Regions from separate parts of the Mus musculus genome. Here region 1 is linked to region 2. The links are chromatin contacts, called in public HiChIP or PLAC-seq maps. All regions are on one chromosome and are shown on one strand. The core of a region is the stretch at or near the end of the contact, and the rest is flanking DNA. Distances in the headings are between cores, read along the strand shown. Region 1 overlaps Kcnma1 (potassium large conductance calcium-activated channel, subfamily M, alpha member 1). Region 2 overlaps Kcnma1 (potassium large conductance calcium-activated channel, subfamily M, alpha member 1).

Region 1 (3,545 bases), core at 392-2,891, 150 kb after region 2:
GGGTGCAGGCAGGATGCTCATGCCTGAAGACTGGGAAGCAGAAAGGTTTTAGCAGTTTGCCAAATTCACACAGAGACAGAGCTGAGGTAGAACTCAGACGGTGCATGGAAAGATCTCAATTACCCACCTATGGCTGGCACACATGGGCAACTACCCATCTATGGCTTGCAGACATGGGCAACTACCCACCTATGGCTTGCACACACAGGCAACTGCCCACCTATGGCTTGCACACATGGGAAACTGCCCACCTATGGCTTGCACACACAGGCAACTGCCCACCTATGGCTTGCACACATGGGAAACTGCCCACCTATGGCTTGCACACACAGGCAACTGCCCACCTATGGCTTGCACACATGGGAAACTGCCCACCTATGGCTTGCACACACAGGCAACTGCCCACCTATGGCTTGCACACATGGGAAACTGCCCACCTATGGCTTGCACACACAGGCAACTGCCCACCTATGGCTTGCACACATGGGAAACTGCAAGCCTCAGTACTGATCTGGATGAGCTCTCTCAGATGAGTATAAGATGAAAATATCATTATAAACTGAATTATGAAGTATTGACATTCAGCTATTTTTAGGCTTCAGGAATGGAGATTTCATATGATATGAATGAGTAGTTTATTTGGATGGCTTTCCTAGGCAAGAAAGGAAAAGAGGAAATGGGAATGGAAAGCAGAGGAATCCATACAGGGTGTGTTAACAGTCAGGACATCGCTGCAAATGACCAAGACTCAACCACACTGGGGACCTCTGGGGGACAAGGCCAAATAAAACACATTACTTTAAAAATATCCAGTCCTCAGATCTGTTAAGACATCTCAGAGCATAAAGGTGCCTCCCAAAAACATGGGAACCTGAGTTCTATCCATACCTGAGACCCATGTGGTCTGCTTAGAGCATCTATCTATCTCTGCAAGTCACTGTCTGACCAGATAGATAGATAGATAGATAGATAGATAGATAGATAGATAGATAGATAGATAGATCAATATAGGTATAGGTATAGGTATAGGTATAGGTATAGGTATAGGTATAGGTATAGGTATAGGTATAGGTATAGGTATAGGTATGCTCCACTCAAGCCAGGGCTACATAGTGAGACCCTATCTCAAGGAAACACCCAAATGATAAATTCAGCTCCTCACTCACCCTAGTCCCACTTTCAGATATAGCTGGGATCTACCACACTGGACAGCACAGCAGAGGGATGTCTCTACCAAAGTTCTGTGGGCAAGACAGTGTAGGATGAAGTTCTTCAGAACTGCACCTTCGGGGGTGGGGTAGAATCCGATTCATTTATATTCCCATAGAGGTCTTTCATTGGCAAGGGCTGCTCCTGGTCCTGCTCACTAGCTCATCCTGGTGGAGGCAGAGCACCAGCATGGGAGCCCCTGCCTGGAACAGGAATGGAGGGAACTGCGGGACATGGGGAGGTGGATGCTTCGGTTATGAGCACTTTGGCACATGATAGCCGCTTGTGTCAAAGTCCCTATGGGAGCACTATTTCCATCGCTCCTTGTCAACAGGAAATGTTTCTGAACATAAAGAATCTCTGCTCTCTGATGCACAGAGAGGGAGGACAACCAGGGCTTCTAAGCATTTGTGATCTGCAGCAGGACACAGAACTATAGCTGTTTGGCAACCACAAACACTGATCCAAACGCTAAATTAGGAGCTGCGCAAAGCCTTTGGGAGCAATGGCATTTCTGTGTTGCCTCTAAGAACTGTCTGGAACTTCACTAGCACAGAGGGACCAAGTATCCCCATTAAGCAGCCTGAGCCATGTTACTGCTGAAACAGGCCTTTGAGAACCACCACCCTGGTCACAAACCTGGCAATGACAAGGACACCTTGTGAGGACCAGCACTCATGCGTGGCTTCCATTCCTGGGCTTGTTCAGCATAACCCGGTGCCCATAGCCTTCACAGGCTCTCTGGAGTCTGGGAGCCTGAGTTCATAGTCCCATCTCCTTTTTCCTGTGTGGCTTAACTGTGGTCTTGGGTACATTACCTGATACCCTGCCCCCCCCAAAAAAAATCTTGTCTGTAAATGGACAGAAAACTAGCACCTGCCCAGTAGTGCTGTGGTTTATATTCAGTTCATGTACATAAAGATCTTACAGCAAAGATGACACGGTTTTTCCTAAACAGGCCAGACTGTAACTATTTTTGAGATCAGTCACAATGTCTTGATTTTTCTATGGTAGTCTCGAATAGCCATAGACAATAGATAGGAGGGAAATGGGCATTGTTATAGCTTTAATATGAAATGTTCCTTCACAGATCATGTGTTGAACTTATCTCCCAGCTACGGCGCTACTTTGGGAAGTCATAGGAAGTATTTAGGATGTGGCGCACAATCGGGGGAAGTAGAACCCTTTGAAAGGTATATCTTAGCCCTGGCCTCTTCTTGGGATTCTTCTTTGCTCCTGGTTGCCAGGAAGTGATTGGCTTTTCTCCTCCACGCCCTTCCACCATGATAATCTGCCCCACCATGGTCCAGAATTATGTAGCCAGTTAACCAGGACTAAAACTTCTCGCACTGTGAGCCAAGGCAACCTTTCTCTTTTGAGCTGTTTTCTCTGGCATCTAGTAGGGATGAAAAGTTAACCAACTCAGACATACATGTTTCAATAAAACTTTATTTATAGATCAGGCACTGGGGGTCCCCTTTGACATGAGGACCAATAGTCTGCTAACTCCTTCCCATGATGCCTGTTGTCCACTGAGTGTTGCATGAATGTTTGTTAAAAGAATAAAGTATATTGTGCTAGCCTGCTTCTTGGGCTATATCTGCATTGCTTCCTTTGCCCCTTGCTCTGGTTAGCCTTCAAGCCTTTCCAGACCCATTCTCAACCATATTCCAGAGCACCATGCGCGCTCTATGCTTCCCTGCCCCACTATTTGTGAAGTGATGTCTTCCATCAGAGAATCTGGCTGCTGTTGTCAAGAGATTATTCAGTGTCTTCACTGTAAAGACAGGAGAGCCAGATTCTGAGAAGTCAAGTGACCATCTCAAGGTCACACAGCAAGGACAAAAACAAGACTAGAGCAGGAATCCTGATATTTAATTCAGTGTAGCTTTCCGCATCACAAAGCTTCCACACTCGGAAAGAGAGGCACTGATCACCGGGCAGTGGGAGCTCCCTGCCCACTATTTGTCCATTCCCAGGGATATCCCACCCTTAGCTTAGCTCCTTACTGACCTCCTGCCTCAGCTTTTCTGCAATTGTCAAGCACTTTTAAAGCGTATTTTCTACATAGCATAGGCCTGGGTCACTTTCAAATCTGTTGTGGATTGTGAAGGTCCTGGTGTGTGCTGAATGAAGCTGAGTATAGTCTGTGTGCATTCTGTGTGCATCCTCTTTTCCCGTCCACTGAGTCCTGAGGAAACAGAAATGGCCCAGGGGGAACAAGAGGTCTTATTCTGACCTATAGTCAAGTTCTCCTGGGTGAATTCCAGAGAACCTGTAGGCTGGAGATGTAGTCCCACCACTGAGGGCACACTTCACAATCCTACTCCAAAGTA
Region 2 (3,508 bases), core at 867-3,366:
GAGGGACCAGTGATACACATACACAGTTACTTGGGAGTTCCAAGGTCCCTGTGTAGCCCAAGGTTAGCACAGCCCAAACCCAGATAAGCTCTGAAACGTACAAGGGCCACCTTGGTGGGGACATCATTAACGGCTGGTAGGTTTCTTAGACCTATCATCCTGAAGAGGGCAATCACTCAGTGAGCACACAGATGTACTGCATCCATCCTTGTAACTCGGGTCCTGGAAACCAGGCTGGTGTGGCATGAGAATGAAGACAGGACAGACACACATACAGATGTGCTCTTGAGTCAGATACATTTGTGGGCCTGATGTTGTGAGCATTCTGATGGGGTGGAACAACTACACAGCATCTAGAGCCTCTGTACACTTATTATGTACAGCAAGTGTAGGGTGGGGTGGGGTGGGAAAAACTGGTTTCAATAGGAGAGCACTATAGAGAAGAGAGAGTAAGGGGGAGGGGCTGGGCTTTACCAATTTCTCATACGTCCTTGGCATGAAATGACTTACATTCACTCTGGACTAAACTCACTCCCTACAGAGCATCAATCAGAAGATTTAAAAATAAATAAAATAGTGTACACCAGGCCGTAAGTTATGTCAACCTCTTTGTGGAGCACAGTTATGGATCTGCCAGTGGCCTCACACTGAGACTTTTCTCCCTTTTCTCCTTTACAAAATTCACCTGCTTATGTTTCTAGCCTCTCAGACCTTGTCCCAGTCCATGAATCTCTCCTTTATTCTACCTGAGACAGCATTTCCTGTCCATCTGCCTGTTCATCTCAAACTCTAAATTCCACTGTGCCTCTTACAAATGGCGGTATGTTTTTCCCCTGTGACTTATTTTTACTTAGAAAACAAACTCCTAGAATAGAGACCCAAGACCTCATTTTTTTTCTCCCTCCTTGTACCTTTCCTGAGATGTGGATTGTGAGCAGATATCCACAAGGTTATGATGGAAAGAATGACCAAACCGTAATGGTGAGCAGAGTCCACACACTGCTCTGCAATGACCTTCACAGAGGATCTGCCTCGTCCCCTTCCCTATTGCTCAGGTAGACTTCCCCTGTATGCAGTCAGCTCAAGGGCTGAGCCAAGTACAGTTAGTTATCCAGTAAGAGTTTAATCCACCTTTCCTGAAGACAAATGGTACAATCACTACTTGAAAGGGGCTTCTCGCTTCCATTCCTGCCCCCACCCCCTGTAGCTGCATCCTTCTGCCTCAGCAAAGCCCTAATACACCTAATGTATGCATCTGTCTCACTAAAAACAAATCAAAACAAAACAAAAAAGGCCAGGGGAGAGAATAAGCAGCAATGGGCAAAGACAGCTTGGGTCGAGTCACAGCAGCACTGTAAAAACAGCTACAATTATAGCCCAAAACAGGATAGGGGAACGCACAAGTTGGAGGGCATAGTGGATCGCAAATCCCCAAGAAGGCTTAGCTCCTTAATATACTTGGAGTAGATAACCTGATGATCACTAACAGCTACAATAACTTCTCTTATGTATCTTCTCATCAAAACCCACAGCAAGCACAGTGCCCAGAGGAAGTGGTAAAGATGTGAGCCGGGATTCAGCTGCCTTTCTCTGCTCTGTTCTCAGAATTTGATCCAGTTTTGGTACTCAAAAGGCTCAGTAGCAAAAAGTATGCAAATCCTCCTATTATAAGGAGGCAGCATCGGGAACTGGAGTTAAAGGGACTTGTTCAAGGTCCTAGAGCACAGGCCTGAGTCTTCACTGCTCATCTTGTACCTCTTCACATAGAGTCTCAAGAAAAATGGTATCATGAGACTAAGGTTGATACTGAGGGAGACAGCCCATCTCCCACATATAATAATAGTTATATGTGGCCCCACCCCCAAGCGTCCTTACGGCCCACATGTCAGTGTGCATTCCAAATGACAGATGAGTTTTTACCTCATCTAAAGTCACTTTAAAGGCAAGGTGGAGACAGAGGTCATCCCCCTGAGAAATCAGAAAGTAGAGATTATACACTCCAACACAATATCAAGCCCTCTTGAGCCCAACTTCAACTGAATCTTGGTTAGCATAGTGTTTCGCTTCCTGTTTTGGTCCAAGACCCCAAGGAGAGAGGCTCTAGAAGTGACACTACCAGGAAAACTAGAGAGCTAATACCATAGCCACAATGAGTCATCACAGTGATGACGCTCAGACTTCAGTCTGCCCACAACCACCTGGAAAACTCATCCAGATGCAGAAGATGGAGCCCGTTCTGCCCCAAGGGGAATAGGATAGAGCCTTAGAATCTATAACTCTAACTGGTCCCAAAGGTAATACTGGCCTCACCATTCGCTCAGAGACAATTTGAGCCAAACATTTCATTTCACTAATGCAAAAGATCTGGAACCAGAGAGGCTATGATGGCCAAGGTCACCCACCACATCAGCGACACAGTTGGGGACCAGCATCATAGCTCTTACATTCTCCTTTGTTCCTGCTCTACCAGACTTACTTTGAATCGCCAATCAGCTCCGTCACTGTATGAACTAAGTCATTTTGAATACTAAGTGCTTTTCCTATTTCATCTCCTTTATCCTTGTTATCACTTTTGAGGCTGGGGCACTGGTCTTATTTATAAAGAAAGGGACGTTTGAACAAATTTAACAGCGGTGAATTTATCTTGGAATCTTAAGTCAAATAGCCTAGCTGGAGTCCACCCAGATCTGCTTGACTCAGGCTGCTCTTCCATAGGTCTCACCCAGTTCTCGAAAGACAGATTCCTACTACAATTTGCTGAAAGTAAAACTTAACAGCCTCAGCTCACAGGGGGAAATCTACAGTCTGGGGCAAAACAAAGACAGTATACACTGGGCAAGTGTGTTTTTAAAACCCATGTCCAAGAGAACCACAGGAAAAGGATGCTGAAGCCCCAACTCCTCCAGAGGTAGCTTGTTAATTTCTTTCCAAACCTTTCAGGGGTTCAAGGCCTAGACCCATGAGTGTGACACAACAGAGTTATAAATTCTGCCCCCAAGAGTCCTGAGGTTCTCTCCAAACAAAATTAATAGCCTGCAAACTCTAAATGGGTGATTACAATCTATAAAGCAGCTCACAAAATGACTTCATGGGGATTCATATTTATTCCCTCCCACTGATTTCCACTATAAATTTGCTCTGTTTATGAGTAAAAAGTTTCCTCTGCTATGAGTGCAGGCATAATACTCTTCTGCAGATGGAAACATCTGGCTGAGTTGCTTAGAGCTAATTTTGCCACTGGTGGTCTTGGCCAGTGGGAAGCATGGCAGAACCTGCCAGGAAAGCTCAGAATCTGAAGGTCTCTTGATTATTGGCATCCTGTGAACATGGCCTTAGATCCTGCAAGGGTTGGAGGCAACAGGGTGGGTAATCCATCTATGAATTCTCCTGTAGCAACATCTCCAGAGCTGTCTTTCTTGTGGTCTTAGACCTGAGGGTAGAGTATAATGTACAAGAATGTAAATCAAGATCCAAGTGTGGTTGTTCCCAGACAGCTCTCATGCATGAG

Evidence for each region. HiChIP or PLAC-seq counts read pairs in DNA pulled down with a chosen protein or histone mark.
Region 1: an H3K4me3 HiChIP or PLAC-seq map of the 230-238 cell line shows a contact between it and region 2, with 20 read pairs. The contact joins two enhancer-like sites. A contact is called at or near these places in 1 of 484 Hi-C or Micro-C datasets (nephron progenitors) and 1 of 115 datasets of contacts at active chromatin or transcription factors (the 230-238 cell line).

Annotation. Positions count from the first base shown.
Region 1 is chr14:23,850,695-23,854,239 of GRCm38.p6, forward strand. The region is part of intron 1 of Kcnma1 (potassium large conductance calcium-activated channel, subfamily M, alpha member 1); the gene reads right to left. Among named protein-coding and RNA genes, the nearest start is that of Kcnma1, 150 kb to the right of the region's middle. Within about 2 kb of position 1,642, at least 3 of the 459 cell types and tissues checked have an H3K27ac peak or open chromatin away from gene starts, as enhancers often do. A contact at or near this core is called in the 230-238 cell line, where this site is marked.
Region 2 is chr14:23,701,550-23,705,057 of GRCm38.p6, forward strand. All of the region lies in intron 2 of Kcnma1 (potassium large conductance calcium-activated channel, subfamily M, alpha member 1), which reads right to left. Among named protein-coding and RNA genes, the nearest start is that of Gm51422, 53 kb to the left of the region's middle. Within about 2 kb of position 2,117, at least 5 of the 459 cell types and tissues checked have an H3K27ac peak or open chromatin away from gene starts, as enhancers often do. A contact at or near this core is called in the 230-238 cell line, where this site is marked.